Linked DNA regions of Sus scrofa: region 1 is linked to region 2. The links are chromatin contacts, called in public promoter capture Hi-C maps. All regions are on one chromosome and are shown on one strand. Each heading gives the region's core, a stretch centred on a gene start, on an enhancer-like site or on the middle of the called end of the contact. The rest is flanking DNA. Distances are from core to core; before and after follow the strand shown. Region 1 holds the start of MTMR1 (myotubularin-related protein 1). Region 2 holds the start of IDS (iduronate 2-sulfatase).

Region 1 (6,369 bases), core at 1,480-3,979, 800 kb after region 2:
CTCCTAAGGGGAAAATCTCAGATCCTTCACGGCTGCCGACCTCTTAGCGTGAAGCACCTGCTCACAGGAGGGTTTGGGCGTGGAGTTCCTGCTGCGCTGCGTGTGGAAGGGTGCTGACATGGGGGACGACGTCCCTGGGGCGGGACTTCAAGAGCTGTGTTTGGATGCTCCGTTAAGGCGTCAAAACCTAGTGGCTTAAAACAACAATTTATCAGTTCTCAAAAATCTCTCAGCCAAAGGAATACATCTCTAGGTTCACATTGAGTTGGCTGGGCCGCTGGAATGGCCTCACTTCCTGCTGGCTGGGGAAGGTGGCGGGGGCCTTTCTGCGTGGCTGGTGGGGCTTCCTCACAGCCTGCAGCTGGGTTCCAAGAAAGACGAATCCCCGAAGCCAAGGTAGAAGTTGCAAGTCCCTTAAGGGCTGGCCCTGGAAGTTACCTAGCATCCTTCTCGCACACTCTACTGGTCAAGAGGAGCCACACGGCCAGTCCACACACAAAGGGAGGGGACACAGAGCACACCTTTGGATGTGGGCATGGCAAGATCCTATTGCAAAAGAGCATGTGGGAGAGGGATGTCCTTTCGGCGGTCTTTGGAGGCTCAGTCTACCCCCCGGAGGGGCTATATGGTAATAGGTCTTGGGGTGCAGTGAGCCAGCAGGCATCAGAATCCCGAACCAAGTCCAAACGTCTTAGTCCAGCGCCAGGTGCTTTATGGCCTGGCCCTGCTGGCCTCTGCTCCACCTTCTCACTAATCTTGAGCTGCAACACTCAGTTTCTTGGGGTTCCCTCGCACATAACAAGCCGTGTAACTGGCGCCGCAGATTTGTCCAAAACGGTTCCTTCCGCCCAGAACAACGTGGCTTCCTCACCCGATCCAAGCCTTCCTCTCCCCTTAGGATTCAACGTTGTGTCACCATTTCTAGGACGTCTTCCTAACCCCCTCTTCTCCCACGGCTTGGGGCTGGGCGTTCCCAGGGCCCTGAGCCCCCGCGGTGTCATTGCTAATCTGTCTCCTTCCCTCCGCGGTGAACCTCTTGGGCGGGCACGCGTCAGAGTCTGTCTCTGTTCCATTAGCCCAAAGTTTGCTGAGGGAATCGCAAGTGTAATAGTGTCACAGTGAATTCCTCTTTGGCCTAAATCCTCCTTGAAGAGAATGGGACTTAAAACATGCTGACAATGCCAGCATGTTCTTTCTGGCAAAGCTCAGGGCGCTTAGGATGCCCGCGGCTCCTTCTAACAACGTGCTGGACCAAAAGTGGGTGTCTCCGCACAGACCGCCTCAACGAAATACCACAGACCGGCGGGCTTAAACAACAGACTTTTATTTTCTCCCAGTTCTGGAGGCTGGCAAGTCCAAGAGCAAGGTGCTGGCAGGGTTCGGTGCTGTGAGAGCCCTCCTCCTGGCTTGCAGACAGCTGCCTTCTCGCCGCGTCCTCACATGGCCTTTCCTTACAAGGGCACGAAGCCCATCATTTCGGGGTCCTAGCCTTATGAGCTAATCACCTCCCAAAGGAGTCACGTCCAAATACCTCTCAATGCCAATTCGAAGGTTAGGGCTTCAACATCTAAAGCTTGAGGAGGTGGGGCAGAGACACAAACATTCTACAGCAGTGGGTTACACATTCGATTTCATAAGTTTTGGAAAACCAGAAGCCTGCAAGACGTGGGACTCCAGTGTGTCTGGGGCTCTTCCCCTCCCTCCTTCCTTCCTTCCTTCCAGCTCTCCTCACCCTGTCACCCTTGCATCCCAGACTCTCCCCCTCCCCGGCGTTATGATGGCCTCTGGGGCTTCAGGCATCAAGTCCTCACAGTTCAGGTGGAAGTTAGGAAGCCGGGAGGGTACGATGGCTTTGGAATGAGAACTAGTAACTCCTTGTCTACAGATCTGCCTTTTATCAGAAAGCGAACTATTCCCTTTATATTTCACTGGCCAGACTCGGGTTAAAGGTCGGCTGTCCATACCCAGGGCAACCACAGGCGAAGGGGCGTAGTTGCCACTCCCATCCACGTCCCCAACTAAATCAGGGGTGAGTTGAGAGTGCCTGAGCGGTTGCATAGGCAAACCCCAACAAAGTGAGCGGGGAAAGAAATATGATCCCGGAACCAAGTGGCCTAAATGCCTTTGTCGTCAGATATTGCCTTGCTTTTCACAGTGGTGACCCAGCCCACGGAAATTAAATGTTATTCTTAATATGAACCAAGGGCGGAAGTCTGAGGGCGGCATCAGAAGCCTTGGTTGCCCTAAAGACCGCAGGGAGGTGGGTTCGTGGGAGCGTGGGGAGTAGAACGGAGTGGGAGGGATTGCTGAACCGTAAGGGATTGCTCTGGGTGGGAGATGTTACGATCAGGGACGCCCAGGGAGGCTGGGCTTCTCGCACCCCACACCTTTTCTGGGAAGGACGGACAACTGAGGGAAAACTAGTCATTTTCAATCTTTGCATTTCCCTAAACTTTTTTTTTTTTAAACCCTGCATCTCTATAGACAATCTGGTAGCTTCCTGAGCAAAGCACGTTCTGCATATTCCGTTTGTTTGTCGATTTCGATCCCTTTGTCGACCCCAAGTGGCTGGGAACCTGCCGCACATCCCCCGCCCGCGGGCCTTTGCCCAGGTGGGGCTCGGGCGGGGCGGGGCGGGGCGGGGCGGGAGGGGGGACCCGGCTCCGCGCCGCGCACCGCCCCCCGCCCCCGCCCCCGCGCGCGCGGCCTTGTGGGTAACGCGGGGCCGCCAGGTGACAGCTAATGGCGGCGGCTGCCTGAGCCGGGCGAGCGGCAGATCGCGGCCGCGGGAGGCGCGCGGCGGGACCTTCCGGGGCGCCGCTCCCCTCCCGACTGCGGCTTCCCGGCGGCGGCGGCGGCGGCGGCGCCGGGCGGGGCGCGCCATGGACAGGCCGGCGGCGGCGGCGGCGGCGGCGGCAGCGGCAGCGGCAGCGGGCGGCGAGGGCGGCGGGGGCCTGGGCCCGGGGCCGGCGGGCGGCAGGAGGCCCCTCGGGTCGCGGGGGGCCCCGCCGCCGGCTCCCGGCAGCCCAGCGTGGAGACCCTGGACAGGTAAGCAGGGCCCCGGCCGCCCCGGCTTCCCGCGCCCCGACTCCCTAGGGCCCCGCGCGAGGCCCGGCCGCCCCCTCCCCGCGCGCCAGGCCGAGGCCGAGGCCGAGCGGGGGCGTCCCCCTGCCGCGTCCCCTCCAGTCCCTCCCGAGCCCCGCGAACCCCCGCCCGGTGCCCGGGCCCCGCATCTGGCTCCCTCCCGCGTCGCGCCGGGCACCCCGAGGGGCTTCGCAGCTGTCAAACGGTGCCCCGCGCCCCCTCCTACTGCCCCTTGTAGCCTCCTCAGCGGCCTCCGGCCCGGCCCCGAATCGTTTGGGAGGAGGTCTCACCCCGGCTCCCCCCTTTTGGCGTGTGTCCTGGCCTGTGTGGTCTGGAGATGCAAACCCCGCCGCTGCTTGGGGTCCCCACTGTGGGCGTGGGGAGGGGGCGCTGGGGGGGGGGCGGAACCCCGCCGGTGCCGGAGCTGGTGCAGGTGGAGGCCAAGGTACCCTTCTTTGAAAAGCTGCGATGGAAAAGTTTGAGACCGCTGCGATGCGAGAACACACCGCGGTTTACTTTCAGTTCCTCACACTTTGAAGGAACTGGTTCATTGTTTTCACGAACACGTAAAGCCCAGAGGACTGAGAACTGAGATCCAGCAGTTCGAAGCGTAAAGGGACCATATCCGACTGGGAAGGCCCCCCTGCCGCTCCGAGGACGAGGGATGGGTGATCCCACAGCCTAGACTATGCAGCTTTCCCACACCTTGGCCGTTTCGCTGACGCTAGAGTGGAATTAGGCAAGGGACACTGTTGTGACAGCCTCGGGTCAGTTCGAGGTGTTGATTCCTGCTTGCCTTAGTCATACCAATGGGGTGAACTTTCGGGAGTTTCCAGAGGCACAGGAGCAACAAGAAACACTCCCTTTGTTTCGACCTTTGTGTAATTCCAGTGTGTTTGAATAAGGTACCTACCCAAGTGGTCAGCTTTGCTGAAAATCAGTCACAGCTAAGACAGCGCATGGAATGGCCAGGATTTCACTCGGATGAAAGTGATACTGGGCGATGTATGGGGGCTTGGGGACTCGCAGGCTTTTGCTCTCTGGCTTAGCATCTAGTGGAGCAATGGGAACCAAATGTGGTCGGAGCCAGGGTGGAGGTTTGCTCTGGATGCGGTTGCGTGGGAATCACCTGAGACGCTTTTGAAGAACTCCGGGTGGCCAGAGCCCGCTCCTGGGGCTTCTGCTTCAGGAGGCTGGGGTGAGGGCCAGGAGTTAGACGTTTTCAGAAAGGCCCCACAGCCTCCGCTGGGATCCACTGCACTGTGGTACATACATGGAGGTGGCGTACTTGCTTTATTTTGTGGAAGTGGGGGGGTTTGGGGGGCAGGGGATATTTTTTGGCCCCTGGAGGCAGGGGCTAGATCCCGAAGGGGCCTGTGTGCCTGCCAAGGATTTGTGTCTTTGTCTCCTGGGCCCATACTTCTCGCAAGGCTCTTTATAACCAGCCTAAATGTCAGCTGCCCCCTCTGGGGTGGAGCCTGAAATTCCGCATTTTTGACAACCACCTTAGCTCCAAGGGTGGGCCATGTAGTCTCCTCGGCCCAGGATGGTCCTGGTTTACTGGTTGGGCCAGCGTAATATCAATAGCGTCCTTCTGCCACTCACAATAGTGTCTTGGTTTGGATGAGAAATTATACATATGGTTGCCCTGGCTGTGGGGGCCACCAGAGGCTTTGCAGCGGGTGAGCTACAGGATAGGGTAGGCGCTGGAGGACCATTCCACGCAGTAGTGTTGCTTAGGGCCTGAAGGTGGGGAGGTCTCATTGAATTAGGTTAAGAAAGTTCTACAAATGCTCATCTCTCAGTCATTTATTCTGCTCTCTGTCAGGCACTGTGTTGGGCCTGAGGATACAGCAGGGAACATGCACGCCCGGATCCCTGCCCTCGTGGAGCAGCTGTTTAGTGGGAGAGAGACAAAAAAAACCCCGAGTCAGATGAGTTCCGTGTGAGATGGTGATGGGTGCCAGGGGAGAGAGGCAGCCGGGAGGGGATGGGAGAGCTGGGTGCGCACCCTGGCGGGGGCTGGGCATTTTGTGCAGGGTGGTCAGGTGAAGCCTCGCTGAGACTGTGGCGTTGCGGTGAAGAGGTGGGGGCTCAAGTCTGCGCATACACCAGGCAGAGGCCGTGCGCTCTGGGCTGGGGGTGGGAGCCGAGTGGTCCAGGATCTGCCAGGAGACCACGGGCACCGGCTGGCGAGAGAACAGTAGGGGACAAGGTCAGAGAGGTCACAGGGGCAGCCGTGGGGGCGTGGAGCAGGGGAGGGACAGTCTGCTGTAGATTCCGGTCAGCTCTCCATGGCTGCTGTGGGGGCGACAGACCCGCAGGGCCAGGAGTGGAACCAGACTGTTTGGCAGCTCAGAGGCTTCTGCGCTCCTCAGAGCCAGAGGGGATGGAGGCTTAGACCCGAGCCGTGGGCAGAGTCGAGCTGTAATTGGAAGAGCCTGCAGGGCAGAGCCAGTAGGGTTCGCCGAAGGCTGCTGGTTGGGGAGAAGAGAAGAGTCAGGGACGAGCCCGGCGACGTGGCAGATGGAGAAGCCCCCAACTGGAGCAGGGTTAGGGCGGTAGGAGGCTCTCAGCCTGGACGTGTCAGTCAGTTGGATGTCCCAGAGCCGACGTCAAAGCGGCGGTTGGTCGGAGTGGTGTCCGGGCTGGGGACTGGACTTGGGAGGCCTGGGCGCAGAGCTGGGGTTTGAGTTCCCGAGGCAGGAGAACACACCGATGCCGATGCCGGGCGTGGGCTGGGCATGGGCAGGGGGTGTTCTCAGATACTTAGCACAGCAGAGCGAGGAGACTTGGCGAGCATTCAGACGTGAGAGCCAAGCAGGCGTGGCCTCCAGGGTCAGCCCAAGCTTTGGGGACTGGGGTGACCCGGCAAGGCTGGGCTTTTCCCTGACTTGGGGAACATGGGGTGTGCGTGGAGGAGCAGGTTGCAGGCAGGGCGGCTGACGCTGGTTTGGACAGGTGGAGCTGGCAGGGTCTCAGGGACCAGCTAGGGGAGGTGTCTTGTAGGGTCGGGAGAGTCCAGGCTGGAGAATAAAGCTGGGAGCCCCCAGCCTCAAGTGGTTGTTGACGGCAGGCGCGTGGAGGGAGGCGGCCGGGACTAGGGAGAGGGAGGATGGGAAACGCGCCAAGCCCTGGTTCCCATCTTTCAAGAGCGGCCCTGAGAGAAGAAGCTGGCTCCATGGGACGTGGCTCACCCGTGCCCCCGACTGTGGGCCCTCCCACCTCTTCTGAATAGTGTACTTCTCTTAATGCTGTCAGGGCTGCGGGCCCGCGAGAGGATGT
Region 2 (5,933 bases), core at 3,237-5,736:
GACGAAAGCTTCTAAATGACAGGGTCCCAGTTAACTGTTTAAGGTGACAGTGCGTGGAGTTTCCAGATGCATAATTTCTACCTCACAAAGACCCAGGGGAACCCAGGTTACATTTCCTTATAGCGTCCTTTTGCCCCACGAGGCTCCAGAATTTTAAAACCCCTATCAAAGGTCTCAGCACCCGCACACCCCCATTAGGCCTGAGCCAGCCAGCCAGGCGGCCAGCCAGGCAGCCGAATGCAAAGCCCTTCTCCCAGTCTGGGCCGAGGCCCCTGAGCGCAGGTCTCTCTTCCTTTAACCCTCAGCACCGAGCCTTAGCCAGCGTGAGTGCCAGAGGGCATTCAGCGAGTCTTACGCACTAGAGCACCAGCTTCTAGAACAAGACAGCCCCACCAGCTTCTAAAACGAAGCTCCCTCTCCACCGGATCGGATGCTAAAGACCCCAACCCTCGCTTCTGTCAAGTCGTGATCACAGACCAACCAACACACCTCACCGCACAGGCAGCTCGAGGGACGCGCCCCCCCCACACCAGCCCCGCTCATCTGCGAGACAGGCAAGAGCTGCCTCCCCAGCCGGGACCCCTTTCGCAGCCTTACCTTGGTGTTTTCATACTTTTCAGAGGAGGGGTGATAAGGCGGAAGAGACCAGCTGTACGGAGAATCATCACTATGATTGGAAGATATTCCTTGGGGGAAAAAGAAAGTCGTGAAATAAAAGCGTGCGGAGTTTTCCACGCCCTCCCCACCCAAAGCGAACGCTTCAGAGACAGTGGGGAAGAGCCTCCCGCTCTCTTTTGGCCTCGGTCTCCTTACCTATAAAACCCAGAGCCCACGGGCCCCACGAAAGCCAGCTCTGTGGGCTGCTTTCTGAGTACCAAGTGCCAGGCCCTGAGGAAGGAACCCGACGGGCTGAGAGCCCCACAGAACACTGTGCACCGCTCCCCCAGCCTCGGAGGGGGGCTGCCAGGCAAAGGGGGGATCAGCGCCCTGCCAGATGCCAAGCAGGTGCCAGACGAGTGGGCTGAGACTCAATCCCCTGCCCTGGGACTCCAGGCTCCGTGCTCGCTCGTGACGCAGAAACCCTCCCCTGAGCTGGGCAGCGGACGGGCTGCCTGGGAAGCCAAGACAGCACCGCAGGACACGAGGCCCGCCTGCCAGCTGTCTGGAGAAGAGGCGCTGTCTAGGCAGGGGAGACCCCAGGCAGGGGGACGTGGGTCCGGTGGGGGTTGGCAGCGAGGGCTTCCAGGAGGCAGCGAGGCTTGTGAGGGACCTGGAGGGAGGTGTGGGCAGAACCAGGAACCAGCATCGCCAGCACAGAGGCCCATGGGAGGGGGGGAGCCAATCCTTGGTTCCCATGCAACCCCAGGCAAATGACTTGACCAAGTGACAACAGTGACAACCCACCTTGCTGGCCGTTGAGGAAAAGATCAGGGCATCAGCCACCACAGTGTCTGGCACATGCCTGGCACTCAATCAGTGGTGGCGGGTGGCCTCCTCAAATAGGCCCTTCCCTGACAGAACCAAGTGCTGAGAACAAAGACCCAGCTGGAAAATGTGCCCCCCCGAGGGCTGCAGGCAAAGCGTTTGTGCTCTGGCTCAGCCACAGTCCCCAGAGCCACCCACACATTCTAACTGGCAGGAGGCAGGAGGCCGGGCGCCATCGCTGGGCTGCCTGCCTTCCTGAAGCCTGATCTCCCTTCGGCTGCATCGCTCCCTCCCCAAAGCCGTCTCTTCCCTCCAGCTGTGCTCAGGCCAGGGGGCCGACATGCGAGCACCACCGACGGCAGAAAGTCCTACTCCCGCGGGCCTTTCGCTGCACAACAAGATTCCGGACAGATTCGCCTTCAAAACTGGGCCCCACCTGGTAGCCCCTCATGATAAGCGCTAGTGGGCGCAGCGCTCGGGCTTTCTACACACTTCCATGCACCCCTGGGAGGCTGCCCTGGGAAGGAAGTCAAGGTCAAGCGCACAGCCAAGAAGTGGCAGAGCCGGGACTGGAACCCAGGGGCCCGAATTCCCGGCACCACTGCCCAGAGCGGTTCAGTTTGCCTCCGGAGCAGCTCATCGCCCCGCTCTGCCAGACAGGGAGGCCTGAAAACCGGGGGAACTAAACCCCAGTACCTCTGCTAGACGACTGTGCTGCCATTAAAAACGATGTTGCACGAAGAGTAACTATGTGGGAAAATGTCTGTTTAAAACACTCACGACATAAAGCTGTATATACGGGAAAAGCTCGAAGCAGAAAAAAATATGCCCAGAACATGGGGACATCAAAACGCCCCCCTCCTCTGTGTGGTGCACGTACATGTAATTTATATTCTTCAATTTATACTTTCCTTCCCCCCCAAACTTTTCATCAAATAATCATGCACTACTTCAAGTTAAAAAAAAAAAGGTTTAAAGTTTGTGCTTCAGCATTCTCATTGTGGCATTAAAGAGAGCCAGCTGACCAGTGCTGAAAGTCAGGGCTGGTGGCCCCTGGCACTTCTAGGGACCCTGGGTCCCAGCTTACCCTCCTCCTTCTGATCTAATTCAGACAGTAGGCAGGCGACCGCCACCAAACTGCAGCCTCTTCGCTGGGCGAGTCAGCATAGCTGCCCTGGTCTCGCCTTACTGCCAGGGAGCCTGGATACAGAGGGTCAGGCGCAGAGCTGGACTCGCAGCCAAGGCCACCACGCCCGTGCCCCCACCAGTGGCCTTCCTTCCAGCCGAGGAGCTAAAGGAACCTGGATTCCGAAGGAAGAAAAGCCCTTCTGCCATTTCTCACTTTGGGTGAGAACACACCGCCAAGCTGAGGAGTATTCTGTACCAAGGTGGCAGTGACTCTCCCCAAGAGGCCCCTGCAAAGACAGCCCCGACCCCAGGAGGGGACCCCAGGACTCAGGCACAAAACAGGACAGAGCCCAGACTCTGCTGGGCAAGTAGTACCAGGGTGAAAGACTTTTCCAACGGACACGGTCACGTAGCCGTTCTGCTTGAAGTACTGCGGGATGGTGGAGAAGTTCCCGGCGTGCGCCCTCCAGTAGGAGTTGAAGTCATACAGGCGGGTCGTGTCCGGTCTCCTCCCGGTGAGAAAGGACACGCGGCTCGGCGCGCACACCGCTTGCTAGTAGGAAGCAGAAGCAGAAGGAAACGTCCTCAGAGGAAAACAAGAGTCTGTGAGCTGAAAGGTAACCAGGCAACCTCCAGGTCCTCAGTGAAGAGCTGGGGTGGCTGCATCAGGCAGCTCTCCAAGCCATCCAGCAGGGTTTGGGCCTCACCCAGATGCCAAAAAGAAAGAAGTCTCCCCAGGCTGGGGGCTGGGGGCGGGGGGCGCCCTCAGCCCCTCACTCCAGCCGATGACTGTGCCCTTCTGCTTGATGGCATCTCCTGGGTACCCAGAGCAGGCAAGGATCCTGGGGGTGGCCACAGGAAGGGACACAGGGAGGAGTGCCACCATGGCAACACTCCCTCCTTAGCACCCAGCAATCCCCCATTTGGGGAGGAAAGCTGGGCAGGACCGGGCTATGGCATGCCACCCTCTACCCAAGGAGAAGCACCGTGAAGGCATAAGCTTCCTTGCCAGTGAATAACCAGGTTCTTCTCAACCACCATTTCCCAGACCATGCTCCCTTCTAATAAAGAGATGCCCGGCACAGTGGGTGCCATCCCCCAACCCTCGGTGCAGGAGGCAGCACACCCACACCTCGAGGTGCGCACACATACCTGGGCAAAGGCATTCTGGAAGAGAAGGCTGTGGGATGCCAGCTGGTCGATGTTTGGAGACCTTACCAGCTTGTCCCCGTAACAGCCCAGGGAGGGGCGCAGGTCATCCACGATGATTAGAAGGACATTCAGAGCATCTGCACTCGAGACAGGGGCTTCAGTGAGATCACCTGCAGCGACACCCAACCCCCACCCGTGGTGGGCGCCGGGGTACCCAGAGGCCCATAGCTGGCCCCAGCCACCTTGACAACTGAGCCAGCCAAGCCAGGGAAGGTGGGGGTAGGTGCACAGAGGAAGCCCCAGTCCTGGGTGGCAGGGTTAGGCTCTGGCCATGGCCTCAAACCAGGACGGCAGAGGGAGAATGAGGGAGGGAGGGAAGTGGGTGGAAGGGAGGTAGGGGAGGGAGAGATGGAAGAAGGAACTGTAGGAAGGAGGGAGCGAAGCGGGTAAGGGAGGACGTGGGCAGGGAAAAAGGGAGGGAGCCCCGCAACGTGGGCGAGGGCGCAGGAGGCACCTGTGGCGACGCTGCCCGGCGCCGCGGATCCGAGGGAGGCGCAGGCAGAGCCCAGGACCAGGCCAAGCCAGAGCAAGCCCCGGCCGGGCGGCAGCATTCTTGCCCCAGCGCGGCCGCTCCGGGACAACGATGACAAGCTTGGGCAGGCGGGCCGGGCCGCCCCCGCCGCCAGCCTCGGGTGGGCAGCCCCAGCGGACCGCGCAAGGCAGCCGCAGCCGCCCGGCGCACAGGCCCGGGCGCTGGCCCGGGCGCGAGTGCGCCTGCGCGAAATCCGGGCCACAGAGGGCGGGGCCGCGGCTCCAGGGCGGGGCCGGCCCCGCCCAGGTGCCCCGCCCACCGTCCGGCCAGGGCGCGCCGCCGCAGCAGGACGGCTCCTTTGCGAGTCTTTCCAGGCGTCTCTGGTTTGAGTTTGCAAGCACTTTTCTGAACCAGCGGTTTCCTGCCTCTTTGCCTTTGCTCCTGCTATGCTTTCTCCTGGGAGCCCTTCCCTTCCCTCATCTCTCTACAAAATTCACATCTTCCTTGCAGACCGGCCCAAAGGCCATTCTCCTTCAATGAGACCCTATGAGAACCTGCCTTCCTCCATCTAAAGGGACCCCTTTTCTATGCACTTGTTCAACAAATACATAATGAGTACCCCAGATACGTATACCAAGCACTGTTGGCGGTTCTGGAGTTCTAAGTCCCCGCCCTGGTGGAGCTCGCCCACAATTAATGACCAAATAAACATTGAATGGCAGTGGGCATGCGTGTTCTGGAGAAAACTAACACAGGAGGTGAGCGGGGCACACGGAGAGTTTCACGCTATTTTCTATGGGGTGGCCAGGCAAGGCCTTGCTCGTAAAGCGACATTCGAACACAAACTTGGAGGTGAGGGAGCAGCCATTGTGGAGAGCATGCTTGGCAGTATTAGCCGATGGCAGAGGCTGGTGTAGCTGGCACGGCTGGCACAGAGGCTGGTGTGGCTGGCGAGGAAACAGGAGATGGGGAGCAGGTAGGCGGTGGGAAGAGCGAGAGTCAGAATTCTCAGGCGAATTCTCAGGCAAGAATCAGTCACCACCGTCTGCCTGGGGCTGAAGATTGGGCAGGAAGTGTGACAATCCCCTCTCCGTCTCTGACTCACCCCTCCCACCCCCTCCGCCTCCTAAAGAAATAAGCTAACACAATACCAGGCCGATTAGAGATCTTACTGCTTTTGCCTGCGGGAATGCAGAAATATTAGTATTGTTATTGGGGGCTTCCTATACCCCAGGCAACATGCTAATTTTCTCCTCACACCAACACTGTGAGCTAAATGCTGCTGTCCTTCCGGTTTTACAGATCCAGAAATTAACACCCCAAGAGGTTAAATCTCCTGATGTGGCACACGTTGGGGGCGTGGAAGCGCAGGGCAGCTCTCCTTGAGAGGCAGGCTCCTTAGCTGATAGCCAGTGCAGAGCGTGGGCCTCGTCTGAGGCCTGCTGCCATTGCCACTGCATCTGCTTTGCTGTTTCCTCGGGTCCCAGAAGGGTGGCGTTGGTGGTGGTGTTCACACCACAGCCTGGCTGCTGTCCCCTCAGGAAGGGCGGTCTCCGCCTGCCCTCCCCAGGCCAGAGCATCCTGAGTCCCGCACGGTTGGCCAGCCCCAGACAAGCACCCAAGCTGCCAGGCTTCAGGTGGCATCTCAGCTGTTCCTCCTCATCCTGACACCTCCCTTGTATGGGTGGCTTTTCCC

The links. Promoter capture Hi-C pulls out the DNA fragments that hold promoters and counts their contacts.
Region 1: a contact with region 2 is called in a promoter capture Hi-C map of fetal skeletal muscle, with 4 times the contacts expected there. The contact joins the promoter of MTMR1 here to the promoter of IDS in region 2. A contact is called at or near these places in 1 of 5 promoter capture datasets (fetal skeletal muscle) and 1 of 2 datasets of contacts at active chromatin or transcription factors (alveolar macrophages).

The regions. Positions count from the first base shown.
Region 1 is chrX:122,392,039-122,398,407 of Sscrofa11.1, forward strand. It overlaps MTMR1 (myotubularin-related protein 1), which reads left to right and starts at 2,730. Exons shown (of 17, transcript XM_013991042.2): 1 at 2,730-2,982; 2 at 2,985-3,048. The coding sequence starts at 2,883.
Region 2 is chrX:121,592,039-121,597,971 of Sscrofa11.1, forward strand. IDS (iduronate 2-sulfatase) reads right to left here and starts at 4,487. Exons shown (of 9, transcript XM_021080477.1): 1 at 4,220-4,487; 2 at 3,706-3,842; 3 at 2,929-3,106; 4 at 598-686. The coding sequence starts at 4,316.